2 separate regions of the Mus musculus genome follow, and region 2 is linked to region 1. The links are chromatin contacts, called in public Micro-C maps. All regions are on one chromosome and are shown on one strand. Each heading gives the region's core, a stretch centred on a gene start, on an enhancer-like site or on the middle of the called end of the contact. The rest is flanking DNA. Distances are from core to core; before and after follow the strand shown.

Region 1 (7,592 bases), core at 3,916-6,415:
TAATCTGGGATGGGAGGTAGTCTTTGCTATGAGTTTGTCATGGCTTGCCACAAACACAAAGCTAGCACGTCAGTGAGACGCTGCTGCTTCTGCTGCCCTTAGTACATATTGACTCTTGGTGACTGTGTTCTTTTAGGATTGAAATGTGTTCTTGTATTTCACTGTTAATAACATGGCTGTCACTAGTGAAGTATTTATTGATGGCAGACTTCTCTAGGATCACCCATTGATGTTCATCCGATTGTGGTAGCAAGACACTCATGGGAAACTTAATTGCGGTTTGTCTGTCCCGGGTACTGCACGGAGAGCACAAAGTCTGTTTTCACACCAGGTATGTCTGTTTCATCAAAGACTGTTTCATTCCTAGTACAACTTCCGTGCTTGACTATGATATCCTAAAGATATTGGGTAGTTCTACACAGTCTTCTTAATGAACTGTTATAAACAACATTATTAGGTTCCTGAAAAGAACAGAGGCTACTATACAGTACATCTGCTGAGAACCCATCCAACGGAAAGAAAAGAATGAGCGTTTGTACCTCTTCCCTGCTGAGACTGATCTTGCTGCCGTGCCCAGGCTGATCCTGAAACCCTAGGCTCAGGCAATCCTCCAGAGCTGCTGGGACTCACGTGCTTTGCCATCGATCATGGCTGCTGTGACTTTATGAGGCTCTGAGTTATGGGAACTTTATCTACTGACCTAGAAATACTGTTGTAAATTCCAGCCCAACTGCGGCAGGAGTGCAAGGGACCCTGTTCCTGGCTGCCAGCTGCAACCACGGCTGCACACACATGCACAGAATAAATGGGCTTAGTGGGGTTTTCTTTTAACTAAAACAAAGAGAAGAGAAGAGGGCGTGAAATTGAGAGGTGGACTTGGGAGTAGATCCCAGGGGAGCTGAGGGGGAAATTGGGGTGGAGGGGTATGATAATATTTCTTTGTAAACATATACTAAATTGTCAAAGAATAACAATATATAAATAAAAAGAAATGCTATTGCTGCCACGTTTTAGATTTCCCAGTCTTAAAGTAGTTAACCAATTGATTGCCTGCTGATTTAATTGTGTGTGTGTATGTATGCCTACACTATATATAGATATGTTTGCATATGTACACATTTGTGTATGCACATATGCATACAGGTGTGCATACATGCCATGTGTGTACATTTATAGGCCTGAAGTCAATGTTAGGCATTCTCCTTAAGTGCTTCCCACCTTAATCTTTTAAGAGTGTGTGTTTGTGTATTTGTGTGTGTTTGTGTGTGTATGTGAGTGTGTGTTTGTGTATATGTATGTGTGTATGTGTGTGTGAGTATATGTGTGTGTGTATGTGTATATATGTATGTGTATGGTATGTGTGTGTGTATATATGTATATGTGTAGGAGTGTGTGTGTATGTATGTGTGAGTGTGTATGTGTCTGTATGTGTGCATGTGTGTATGTGTGCATGTGTATATGTGTGTATATACACACAGAGAGAGATCAAAGGAGAACATCATGTGTCCCATTCATTACTCTTTACCTTATTCCCCTGCAACAGGGTCTCTCTGAACCACAGCTTAACTGGCAGCTAAGTGACCCTCCTATCTTGTCCTTCCACAGAATGGGGTTACAGGTGTGTGGTGCTGATGTGGCCAGGCCTGGATTTTTACATGGGTGCTGGGATTTGAAATCAGGACATATATGTACCTAACAGGCATTTATACTGGCTGAGCCATTACCCCAGCTCCCTCCACTTTGTTTTTAAGACGAGGTCTCTCACTAACCCTGGTGCTTACTAAGTTGGCTGGGCTGGTTGCTGAGCTCAGCATTCTGCCTGAATCTGTTCTCCCAGTACTGGGCTTACAGGAACCCAGGTCCTCAGGTTTGTGTGCTAGAACTCTGCAGACTGAGCCAACTGCCCAGGCCCTGCATTTGCTAGTTTGTTTCCTTTTGTTTGGCTTTTGGTTTTTCTAGACAGGGTTTCTCTGTGTACCCCCTGACTGTCCTGAAACTCACTCTGTAGACCAGGCTGGCCTCGAACTCAGAAATCCGCCTGCCTCTGCCTCCCAAGTGCTGGGATTAAAGGCATGTGCCACCACTGCCTGGCATAATATAGAAGGAGGAAAAGTCTGGGCTCACAGTTAGAGGGAGATCATTTCTGGAGATAGCCTGCTCCAAGGTGTGGGCAAGGGACTGAGGTAGGGGTGTAGCATAACAGCTATATTAAAAACAGTAAGTTTTAAATACAGCTGTTATTCCTACAGACCAGGACTAAGAAAAAGTCCTGCTTTATACGCGAAAAGAAGACATCAAAGGTCATACAAGAATGTGGAGCACCCATGAGAATGCTCCATCATGGGAGACTGAGGCTTTCACGGATGGACCAATATCTCTCCTTAGGCTAACAATGCCAGCTCACCCCAGAGTGGGATGTGGGTCTTCATGCAGCAAGGTTGGGAAATGCTACACCCCCACCTCAGTCCTCAGTCCCTTGCCCACACCTTGGAGCAGGCTATCTCCAGAACTGATCTCCCTCTAACTGTGAGCCCAGACTCTTCCTCCTTCTAGCCATAAAGCCCAAGCAGCTACTTGCCCACCACGCCTATTCAGAAGGGTTAGAGAAGCAGAAGAGGTCTACAGTGGACAGCAAGCCAGTGACCCTGCCCACAAAGTAGGCCTGTGGATATCAAGGTCCACCAATTCAGCCAGCATCCTCAGCATCTGCCGTTGCCAGGCTAACCACATAACACACTCCATCCTTGGACAATTCCTATATTTATCTCTGTGCTGACTCTCTGTGTATGTATCCATCCCAAGGACTGGCTCCCATTGTAAACCTGGAGTCCACATTTTTAAAGTCCACATATTTGACTGGGCATGCCCTCAAGGGATTACTTAGACAGCAGCCACGCTTTCTCTTCCTGCGGAATGGCTCTGTGTGTAGGCAAAGCAAAAGTCAGGTGGGAACAGCTACAGTAGCTAAAAGGATGGTTAAGGGACTTATAGGAGACATCTGGCTGTCCCTGCGAGTGGCCTTGAACTCACTGGGCAGAAGATCACTTTGAATATCTGATCCTTCCACTTGTGAGCATCCTTCCTCCTCAACATGAGATTACAGGCATGATCAACCACATCCAGGTTTGTGTCCTGCCAGTGTCTGAACCCTTCAGGGCTCCATGCATGCAACATAAATATTCTACCAACCTAGCTACATCCCCTGGCCCAGGAATATTAATTTTTAAAGAAATAGGAATTTCTGGGGGCTATTGTTTTGGACTGAGCTTCTACACTGAGCCCCAAAAGACCAGGGTAAAATTTAAGATGGAGTCACAATTGCTAGAGTGTAAAACCATTATGCTGAAACCAGGGGACTAATGCAATCTTGTGAGGAATTGGACTTAAGGGATGTTCTGGTTTTAAAGAACAAGTCTCCCACAGGCTTGCTGCGTGGTCTGAACACTGGTCCCCAGCCATTGATGGAGTTTACAGAGGTAGGGAAATGTTTGGGGTGGGGCCTAGCTGCAAAAGTCCCAATTGATAGAGGTGGCCTACGAGGTCATTGCTGCCCCTCACTCCTGTCTGGCTCTCTGCTTTCCATCACAGCTGCACAAACGTAACCAAGCAGAGGAGAGATCAGAGAGAGAGACTAGTTTCAATGGATGGGATACGGTGACAGAAATAACCGGGCATGCAACAGCCATTTTTTTTTTTTTTTTTTTTTTTTTTTTTTTTTTTTGGTCATTGGTGTTAGTTACCCTGACTCTACAAGCCGGGAACACCATTTAGCTTCTTGCTTCTTGTTTGTGCTTCGCTCCTCCTCCTGCTCCTCCTGCTCCTCCTCCTCCTCCTCCTCTCAGCTCACTGGGACACCAACACTGGTCTGTAGTGTCTTCCCCCATACTAGAACTTAAAATTGGTTTGGAGACAGAATTGACTTCATTTCATTGCTTCACCAACTTTCAAGCACGAGGGGTTCGTTTCTACCTCAGTTTCTCCCCACTAGAACGAGATTATCCCCAAGCCTGCTTGGCTCACCGTAGGGGGGCTATAGTGCTGGCTGTGCCTCGACGTCCCTCGTTTTTTCACATCCCACAGAAGCCCTTTGTCTACTGTCGGATCCCCCTGGCAAGAACCGAGGTATCTGAGGATGAATGGTTTCACTTCTTGCTCTGATCGTCCTTACCTGCTCCATGTCTCACGGTGGTTTCTTCATCTCCTGGACATTTCTAGATAAGCGGTGGGACCTTTGGGAGTTTCTAACAAACTTACAGTTTCCAAACTTGGGAATTTTGTAGGAGGCAAAGATTTAGTGCGCCCCCTGGTGACTGAGCAGTGGAACTTTATTTACAGTCGCTTGTCCTTGAAGCAAACATTAAACCCCATCTTGACTCAACTTCTTTCCTTCCCCCATGCTTTGGGGAAGTCCAATAAGGATGGAGGTGGGTCTTACTCCTCCGCTCCTGGGGTTGCCCTCCTCTCTTACTTCTTCAATATCCTCAGCGCAGCTACTGAAGCCCCCGCCAGGGTCCAGGATCCAGATACAGGCTGTAGGAACAGCTACTTGTAAAAGATGAGGAGGGCAGAACAGAGAAGCCTTTCCCAAGTGTGCTTACTCAGGCCTTGTGTGAGCCGGAGGCTAGAGTTAGATCAGTTGGCTGATTGTTAGAATCGCTCCAGGCTAGAGAACATTGGAGACCAGACCCTACAGAAGCAGGTTTTCCTTTAATCAGAACAGCCAAGGGCAGAAGCCACTCCTGGGGAATGTGCTTAGGAGTGGGGGTGGGGGGTGGGGCGGGTTGGAGTTTTATAGGGCAGAAAAGGGAACTTCTGTAGTGGGAGATTACATCTGCTTCCTTCCCCTGCAGTCTTCAAGCTTGTAAATGCTCTTCTTATCAAGAGCTCACTGGGTCCTAACTTCCTGCAGAAGATGCTGCCTTTGTGTTAACCTACCTGTCCTGGAGTTGCTCAGCTCGCCCGCCCGAGGCTTTTGGGTTGTTTGGCCTTGAGCCGTATCAGCACCAGATGTTTTCAGACACCTAGAGAGGCTACGCAGCTTGCACCGGCTCCCGAAAGTACCGGCCCCAGACACATCTATTTCCAACAGTGTGGACTTTTCTCTGTAGCCATTGCCACGGGGGTCAGAGCATTTCTCTCGAGGGCCTAGCAGAGAGACCGCAGTGACTGCCACAAACAGGCAAGGCCAGTGCGCGCAAGGCCAGCGCACTGGCCACACTTCCCTTCAGTAAGGCAAAAGGGAGTTTTTCTCCATTTTTCTGAGAAACCAGGAGAAAAGGTTAATGCTCAAATTTCCCAAACCTGTTTCAGTTGTGATTCTTAACTTCCTTCTGCCTCTGCCAAGGGGCTCACACTCACACAAAGAAACCAGAGGTAACCTAATCTCATCCTCTTGGTCCATCCTCCTGTCGCAGCCTTCCAAGAGGAATAGCGTGAGCCCGCAAAGCCCCTTCTTGTTTCTATTTTCTTCATCATTTTACTGTCTATAAAGTAAGCCTTCAGTACTTGGTTCCAGGAAAACTTACTGCATCTGATAGAACTAAGAGCCATCGGATTCCAGAAACACAAATGAGGCAGTCAAGATCTTTAAACTAAAAGTAACATCATCTAGATCTTTTTATTTTAGAATTTATTTTGAAGTTGTGTGTGTGTGTGTGTCTAAATGTAGTGTTGTACATGTGAGTGCAGCACCCACAGAGGCCAGAATCGGGCACCAGATCCCCTGGAGCTGGAATTACAAGCAGTTGTGAACTGCCCCCAAAGGCTGCTAGGACCAGAATTCCATCTGCTGCAGAGTCCTGTGGGCCCTTAACCTCTGCACCGTCTCTCCAAGCCCTCTAGATTTAGATCTATCTTGTGCAAAAGTCATCTTTCCATAAATACTTGGAAAAGATCATGTATTTATCTTGAATGTTTCGTGGGGTTTGTTTGTCTTGGGACATATTAATCATTGTTACTGCTTGTCCTATAGTGTCCTATATTCTGCAAGTATATTCTGGTGGATATCGCTTATAAAGAATATCTCTGTCCAGATGCTTTTATTGAAAAAGTAATAATTACCTCAGAGTAAGAGTCTTATGAATCAGGCCAGGATATAAGCAACAGACAGCGCCAGCTGTGAGAGAAACTGAAAACTGTAAGCCCCTCAAGGTCACTGTGCAGCTGTCCAAGGTCAGACAAAAGCCCTATGGAGCCTTTTAGGCTTTCTGGAGTGGGTGGGAGAGAGACTTTCTCCTCACATCCTAACACATCAGAAACTTTTGAACCAGCTTGGCAAGAAAGGCTTCACCTATGCCTGGGGGGTTCTGAGTCTTTGATCGGAAGTTTTCCCACACAGGTGCAGCTCCATCGCAATACTAACAGCCACCCTGCTTCCCAGTCCCAGGCACAGCCCTGCATCTAACCTGTAGGTTAGACTCTCACAGGAGGCCTCTTTACCTTAAGGCAGTGGTTCTCAGCCTTCCTCAAGGGGCTCGAGACCCCTTTGGCAAACCTCTATTTCCAAAAATATTAATATTACAATTCATAAAGGTAGCAAAATTACTGTTAGGAAGTAGAAATGGAATAATGTTATGCTCGAGGAGTCACTACGACACAGGGGTCACGGCATTTGGAAAGTTGAGAGCCACTGCCTTTAGGGCATCGAACCTAACTTGGTTTAATTTTTACCCATAAGCCTCTTTTCCCCAAGGAACATCCTAACCTGTTTCTGGTAGCCTGCCCAGTAGTTCCACTGATCCATGCTCTCCTGATTTAAAGTGCCCTGTGGCATTTTACTAAGTCAACACAGTGACCCCCACAAGTCCAATATCATAGTCAGGGCAAATCCACCCTGCTCCCTAGTCCCCAGAGGAGTTAAGGAGCCACACAGCTGTGATGAGCACACCCACGGATCTTAAAGAGCAGAGTGAATGGCTGGGCAGTGGTGCCTTTAATCCCAGCAATGGGGAAGCAGAGCAGGTGGATCTCTCTGAGTTTAAGACAAGCCTGGGCTACATAGTGAGACCCTGTCTTAAGAGGAAAAGATGGAGGAGGAGGAAGAGGAGGAGGAGGAGGAGAGGAGGGGGAAGTCTAGAAGAGGTGTTTACCTAAATTCAAAACAGACAAATGGAACAAAGTCTTTATTTCCCAACAGGGAATGCAGTCAAGTGACCCAGAATCCAGACTGGGTGGTCTATTCCTCCTCAGGAGACCGTGACAACTAAATGCCACCATGTCACCGTGTCACCATGTCACCGATGGAGCTAACATTCCTGGCACTCTTGCATGCTCACGAGACATTCTTTAGTGAGGTAATATGTTGATTTAATTGCAACCATCTAAAGTTTGGGGATGCCCCACAATGACAAGTACCAACTTCTCTGCTTAGGTAATAGACTGGGTTTCATTGCTTTAGTTATCTGCTGCTCTGATACAGATTACTTATGCACACAGCCCAAATTAGTTACTTAAAACAACACACATAAGCCACGCATGGTAGTATATGCCTGTAGTCCTAGCTTTCAGGAGGCCGAGGCAGGAGGATGGCAAATTGAGGCAAGTATGAGCTGCGCAATGAAAGACTGTCTCAAATGACCAGAAACAAACAAAAA
Region 2 (6,903 bases), core at 617-3,116, 390 kb before region 1:
AACGAGAGGTCGTTCTCACGGGAACCTTTAGGTAGGAAACACAGCAGTTAAGACAGACAACAGAAGAACACCACAGCTCCCCCCCAGCCCCCCCTCCTCACAGTACACTTTATAACACAGCCTTCCTCAGTCCGGAATGCCTGCCACGAAGCTAGCTCTTCCCTTTCCCAAGCCTCCCCTGCTCCTGCACGATCCAGACAGCCTGGCCCATCTCTACAGTCCTGTCATGCTGAAGTCATGTTTGGACTGAAGCGGGTGGCAGAGAGCATACAGCAGCGCTTCCCTGAGATAGTATGTGAGAATCACAAAAGTAAGCTCAAAGAAATCCAACAACGGTCTACAAATAGATCAGCAGGAAGCAAAGACTGGCAAAGAAGCGAGAAAATATTCAGAGGAAGCAAATTCCAAGTGGAGGAAAAAATAAACTGAGATGTGCCTTTTAATCCTCATGTACTATTAAGTACAATACGCTCAACTTTAAAGTAAAAAATCATGGTCTTGTTAATTTTTCCTCATAAGATTTTTTCTTAAATTCTTGATGTCATGCACAATAATGGAGAGCTTCTGTACACATTTATAATTCTACTTATTTAGAAGCATGTTGCTTAAAATTTTTTCCATAAATACTTTTTATTAAACTACGTTTAAAACCAGTCAATGATAAAAAGCTAACTAACCATTGGCTAATTGTAACTGCTGAGGTGGGGAATGGCTTCCCTCCCTGAGAAGTCATTTGAAACTTCTGGCCCTTTAGCCCTGATGAAGTAAGTCACTGTTCCCATCATCACAGCAAACAGTAAGTTTAAATAAAGAGAAAACAGCGCGTCTGTCTGTCTGTCCTTACCCTTGGAGGCACCTCGTCACTGTCTGATCTAGACCAAGCCTTTTGGGTGGGCTCGGGCACCTCCGACTTAGAGTCAGAGCTCTGACTGAGCCCCTCACTGCGGGAAGGTGGACATGGGTCCTGAGAGCGGAGATGGTGGTGTGCGAATTTGGGAGAAGGGTCACTGAAGGAATGGGATCTCGAGACAGGGGAGACATTGTTCTTGAGAGATGCCAGGTGGGACCACTGTACCTTACAAGAAAACAAAACACAAAACATTCAATGCGTTCTGCATACAACTAGCTTTTCTGGTCAACACTAAATCCCAAACAGGAGGTGGGTGTGAGTCGGGGAGGCATAGTGTCAAGCATGGAGCAGCCAATAGGCTCCATGCTGGTGACAGGCAAGAGGAAGAGCAAAGGCACACGCATAAGGGAAAGTGCCCAGACACAAACTGCAGACAGCAGTGAACAGGGGCATGCACAGACCCCCGAGGGGAGAGTGATACATGCATGTCCATGTCAGCACAGAGAGCTGGGGACCACATGACAGAGACACTGCTCATCAGCAAACCTCCCCACCACCTCAGAACCCTGGGTCTGAGAATCTTACTGACGGGACTTATTTGTGCGTGCACACACACTCTTCCTATTATGGGACTGTAGCAGAGAAACTTAAGAACAGCCAACTTTTCAAGAATACCAATATTTTTTTCTCCCAATCTTAAAATGTTTTAGACCTAGCTGAGTTTACACTCCTAGTTATGAAAAAAGTGGGATTAAAATTTCTTTACCAAAATATCCAGTACCAAGAAAGCCCAGGCTGACCAGCATCAAGATACTCTGGGCTGACAGTAGGAATATGCCTTTGAAATGAGAACTCAAGGACATGACAATTGGCCAAGTGAATTTCTGCAGTCACTTTAAAAAAACATCCTCTCAGAACTCTATAAACTATTTTAGTAAGAGGTACCTGTACCTCACTGCTGGAGAATAACCAACCACTAAGGCGGTTATGGGAGCTGTAACTCAGCACGCACTAATCAATGTGTCTTGTGCTGACTTGCCTGGCTTCTGCAGGTGAAACCGGCAGTTAAGACCCAGTGCATAGTCTCTGTGGCTCACAGGCAGATCCAAAGAATCCTAGCTTTGGTACAATTCCCATACTACTAAAACATCTAAGTGTTCACTGGGAGAGCAACCAAACGGATGTGTTACCAAATAACGCTAAGTGGGACTCAACGCTAGGAGCCACACGAGTTTCCCTCCTGCAGGTGAAAGCTTGGGGCAAGAACTCTGCAGCGGAGGAAGAGAGGCTGTCTGTCTCATCTCCTCAAACAGAAGCTTCTCGAGCCTGCTGCTCAGAGGCAAGTTTGCCCTTGTGTTGGGTTTAGCTCTCAGGACAACCATGCTTCTCACCAGGAAACAGGCACTAAGTGGAGCAGCAAGTGGCACCTGGCCCTTCCCACTGCCTCTGCTGGCATTCTCTGGTGTAGCTCTCTGAAGCTCTCAGCTGCTATATCTGCATAAACCCCACCCCCTGTACCTCAGATTTGCTCAGCTCAACCATCCCCCAGGAGGGTTGGTTACTGCAGAACACATTCAAATTCTCATGTGACTGCATCTGTCACAGAAGGGCCATTTCTTCTCAAAACCACCAACTCTTGTCCTAGGTGACATGCAAACACCAGGGCCGACCGAGTACAGAAAGCTCAGAGAAGTGTGTGAGGCAGAGCAGCATGGAGGAGTGCCTACACACCCTCAGGGGATGGGTGTGTCTGCCACCTACTGTCCTTTCTAGACAAGGCTGCTGCTTCTCTTCTGAGCACTCAGACAAGACAGACTCTGGGACAGACTGAAGGAAAAGTCATAAACTCTGTCCTAATCTCTTACAGGAAATCAATATTCAACCCACTAGGCATAACCTGTGTTCAATCTTGACAGGTTTGAGAATCTGGTTTTGTATTTTAAAACAACAAACAAACAAACAAACAAAACCAAAAACCTTTTCCCAGGAAATTTACACATTCAGCCAAATAAATAGGAGCCTGCACAGAAATGCAAGGCCACCTTTAGCGTCCAAAGGTCCTTCAGGGAGCTGGGACCACAGACACAAAGTACTTACTTCAAAATGTTCAGGTTAAAAGTTCTCTTCTAACCTGCTTATACAATAAAACCAACGTTCTAAAAATATAATTTAAAAAAGTATTTAAGAGGAAGGAGGGACTTCACATCTGAGTTAAGGAGGGGGAAATAAAAGTATTGACTGGAGATAGCCATAATGAGTTCAATAAAAATCTTAGACAACAAAACAAACAAACGACAAGCCTCCTCTCCCTACGCTGAATGCACGCCTCCTGTTCACACCAGCTGTTGAGACAACGGGCTACACGTGGCACAGGGAGCTACTGCTGCTACCTGTGGCTCCGCTGGTCTCTGCAGGGCAGGGTGCACAGACTCGGAGTTGCCATTGGAAAAAGACTCTGACCGGGAAGGCACGGGTGGCTCCAGTCCTCTGCCCGTTTGCTTAGCCTGGGCCTCAGGGGAGCTGTGGTTAGTCTTTCTAAATCTATCTTCCACCTGCGTCAGAGAATTAGAAGACACGGCTCCATGTTAGTAGGAAAGGAGAGATGAGGAACATGTAAGAGCAAGACAACTGAGAGAAAATGTGTTCTATTCAGCTCTGAGAAGAGAGGCAGCTAAGTGCACAGTGGCGGTGCTGAGCAGGGCTAAGATTTGATAGAGGACTTTTAAAAACTATGAAAATGAAAATTAAGCAAAGCAGCTTCTAGACTATCCTCAGCACCTAGAGCTTCATTACTCTCTAAAGAACAGAATCTGTCCTGGACTCTGCTCCCTGTGAGGGAAGATGTAGAAGGGAGCCATCTGCAGGCCAGAACCGCACAGTGCTCCTGGACGCACCCACGTCCTTCTGTCTAGCCCAGAGAGGACCACTTGCTGCATCCTTATGGGAGGCTCTGGTCATCCAAACACCACTGATCCAGTAAGGCTAAAAGTCCACTGCCTCCTCATGCTAGTCTTAAACAAGACTGACATTTCTCTCATTCGCATGGTAAAGACTAACACTGCCAGGTACTTGTGTGTGTGTGTGTAGTTTTCTTCTGATCTCTCTAGCATTTGTTAACCAAGAAATCCATGCAGAAAACAGAGGTGAGATCCTGCAGTACAGCTCTCGACAGTCATCAGGGGACGCCTAGCTCTCTCGGGACCAGTCTGTAAGCAATAGGGAAAGCAGGTACCTCCCGAGCTCTGTCAGCAGGGTCATAGTGAGGCTTGGGCTCTGGAGCATGAAAGCTCGGTTTGCTCCTGTCCTGCTGCTGCGGGGGCGGCGGCTGCTGCTGTGCGTGCGGCCTCCTGTGGTCGTGCTGTAGAGACAGGAGATATGCTTGTTCTTGTTGCAACTGCCTCTGGAGCCTCTCTGCCTGCCGGTGCTCCTCCATCTCCCGCCATCGGCACTCCTTGGAGAGGGAGAGGGTGACACTGAATCTGGGGACCGTGGCGAGCTCACCTCCTCTCTGGATCCCTTCTTGGCTTTGGTTTTTTTTTTTTTTTTAAATAGCACTTCCCCCATTGTTTAAGAGCAAGGCAAAATGGCTGGGATTTTAAATAGCATGTTACCTGTGTAAAATGTGACAGCATTTGCTAACTGTAACATCATTGCGGAGTAAAGGAATTCAATTAAACATCAGATACAGTGGTATATATACACACATACTCAGCAAAAATTCCCACAGCATGCACTGTGAACCTGATACCTCTGGCATTTTCACATTCACTGAATGCCAGGTTCTGTTTAAGAGTTGACAGGCATTTACCAAACAAGGAGCTAGCTTACTATTGGGAAATAAACTAAGGGCAGTTTTCACTGTGCTTGATAGCATGACCAGAGGACAGCTTCACTGGAACCTGGCTGCCACAGTGAGACCAAAAAAGTTTGACGGTCACTACATCTGGCCAACTTAGGGAAGGGACAACGGCCCTGTGGTATGGAACGGGACAGAGGCGGGGCGTTACCAGTAACATGGCCTGCTCCTGGAGCAGCTGCTGCTGCAGGATCTCCAGGTGCCGCTGCTCCTCCTCTAGCTGCCGCCTGATGTACTCCTGTCACACAGAAATGACCCAGCAGTCAGTACATCCAGGAGGGACGCGACTGAGTCCCCTGTGTGGGTAACCGGCACTCCAGAAGCTCGGCAGCAAGCTCGCCGAGGACTGGACTCCTTAGTGAAGACAACCTGCTGCTGAGGGTGTTTGCAAGGCTCCAAGCTGTAAGTAGTCTAGCTTACTGGCATGATGCACACAGCGGCGTTCAAGCACTGCTGCTATTACACTCTCATCACATCCAATACGGAACTTTAAGGAGGCTAGCTTCCTCTTAAGGACAACAGACACCACAGAAATGGCGAGGCATCATTTTAAATAAGCACAAACCAGCAATTTTTAAAAACTAACACCCAAATCTGTTTAAGATAAAAATAAAAAAAAAAAACAAAAAAACAAAATCCCAAACCAACCAAACAGGATTTGTGCTTTTGCTAATGACTCCAAAAGTTCCTGGAATAATGGCTACAGTCGGAAGATGTGGTCAGGAGTCATGGACTATGGGCACTTCTCTACAGGTAATCTGGCCAAGCCCACGCTGGTGAGCTTGTGTGTCTGTGTAGTGTGTACAGGCACGAGTGCAGGGGCAGGCTGATGACGTGACAGCGGGCGAGAACGACCACCGAGTCACAGTGGAGACGGTAACCTCGTACAGAGCACAGCAGAGGTTTCGGCTCCAGTGCTGGGGATGGGGTAGGTGAGAGGTGAGAACACACAACCCTGCAGTTACACAATTCCTATTAGTACACAGGCATCAGGAAACCCTAACCCAAGCCCATCAGAGACAAGCCGCAGCGCCTGCTGTATACTTTCAGCCCCACATTAAGCAGGAGGACCTACTTGTCCTAGCAGGGGAGCAATGGACTGGCATGTGGGAGAACTGTCCCATGGAGGTGGCTTCTGTTTCTATAGTGAGCGCCTCCTCCCAACCACCCCATTTCATGGCACATGCCCTTAAGTAAAAAGAGCCAAAGATATGCCTGACCAGATGTTTGAGTTAACCAATAGTTCTGGTCAGAATACCAGACAACAGAGAAACAGTGGCCTGCAAACACTCAGAACACCACATCTTATAAACCGCACCAAACACCCAAAGCCAAGTCCCTTTAGCTTACACCTGACATGCCAAGAGCACGCTAAGGCATCAATCAAGTGGCTTTGTGACAGACACGTGGCCTTAGCTGCCTGAGAAAAGAAATCTGTGTCTCAGAGCATTCCTTTTTCGAAAATAACAGAATTTAAATCAGAGCTTGAAAGATCAAGTTACTATAAACATGTTTTCTGACTTTAAAATGCAAGAATACTGGGGGAAATCAGATGCTATGCAAACCACAAAGATCTCGACATGCAACGAACAGAGAATACAGCATATACACGCTTTCGTGGGAATGTACCACGCACCACAGCAAGGGAAGATTATTTACAAAAATAAATAAATAAATGAATAAAAACATAAAAAGCAGAGTAAAACAACCAATTTTAAGAAATGCTAAAAGTGCAGGGTACTTGCTATTCACATCTTTTTCAAGGTTCTTTCACATTTTTATATTTATGAGTGTTTTGCCTGAGTGTATGTTTGTACACTATGTGTACGCATTGCTGGAAGAGGCCAGGAAAGGGCACTGGATCCCTGGAACTGAAGTTACAGATGGTTGTAGGAAGCCATGTGGGGGCTGGGAACTGAACCACAGTCCTCTGGAAGAGCACCCAGTGCTCTTAACTGCTGAGCCATTTCTCCAGCTTTATTCACAAAATCTTAAGAACGAAAATGCCACCATCACATTTCTTGTCACAATCAAACTTGGAATCATGCCTGGGTGACTTCCAACAAGTAGCAGGTAGCATTTTCACAGATTTGTAGCCGCCAGGAATAAGCACCATAAAAACATTAGTAACTAACTACATAAACAAATAAGCCCTACTGTTAGGGCCAAGAAGTAGATAATAACAGGTAGGCTATAC

The links. Hi-C and Micro-C count contacts between places; a contact is called where the count stands out from the background.
Region 2: a contact with region 1 is called in a Micro-C map of embryonic stem cells, with 1.9 times the contacts expected there. The contact joins two enhancer-like sites. A contact is called at or near these places in 1 of 15 datasets of contacts at CTCF or cohesin (pro-B cells), 4 of 484 Hi-C or Micro-C datasets (the HL-1 cell line, brown adipocytes, cerebellum and 1 more), 2 of 115 datasets of contacts at active chromatin or transcription factors (acute myeloid leukemia and microglia) and 3 of 9 other capture datasets (adipose tissue, embryonic stem cells and liver).

The regions. Positions count from the first base shown.
Region 1 is chr1:39,611,819-39,619,410 of GRCm38.p6, reverse strand. Creg2 (cellular repressor of E1A-stimulated genes 2) reads left to right here. Exons shown (of 4, transcript NM_170597.4): 4 at 1-1,005. Among named protein-coding and RNA genes, the nearest start is that of Gm51620, 23 kb to the right of the region's middle. Within about 2 kb of position 5,165, at least 89 of the 459 cell types and tissues checked have an H3K27ac peak or open chromatin away from gene starts, as enhancers often do. A contact at or near this core is called in embryonic stem cells, where this site is marked.
Region 2 is chr1:39,997,929-40,004,831 of GRCm38.p6, reverse strand. It overlaps Map4k4 (mitogen-activated protein kinase kinase kinase kinase 4), which reads right to left. Exons shown (of 32, transcript NM_001252200.1): 14 at 4,858-4,944; 15 at 4,083-4,208; 16 at 3,241-3,402; 17 at 845-1,075; 18 at 1-25. Among named protein-coding and RNA genes, the nearest start is that of Il1r2, 83 kb to the left of the region's middle. Within about 2 kb of position 1,866, at least 47 of the 459 cell types and tissues checked have an H3K27ac peak or open chromatin away from gene starts, as enhancers often do. A contact at or near this core is called in embryonic stem cells, where this site is marked.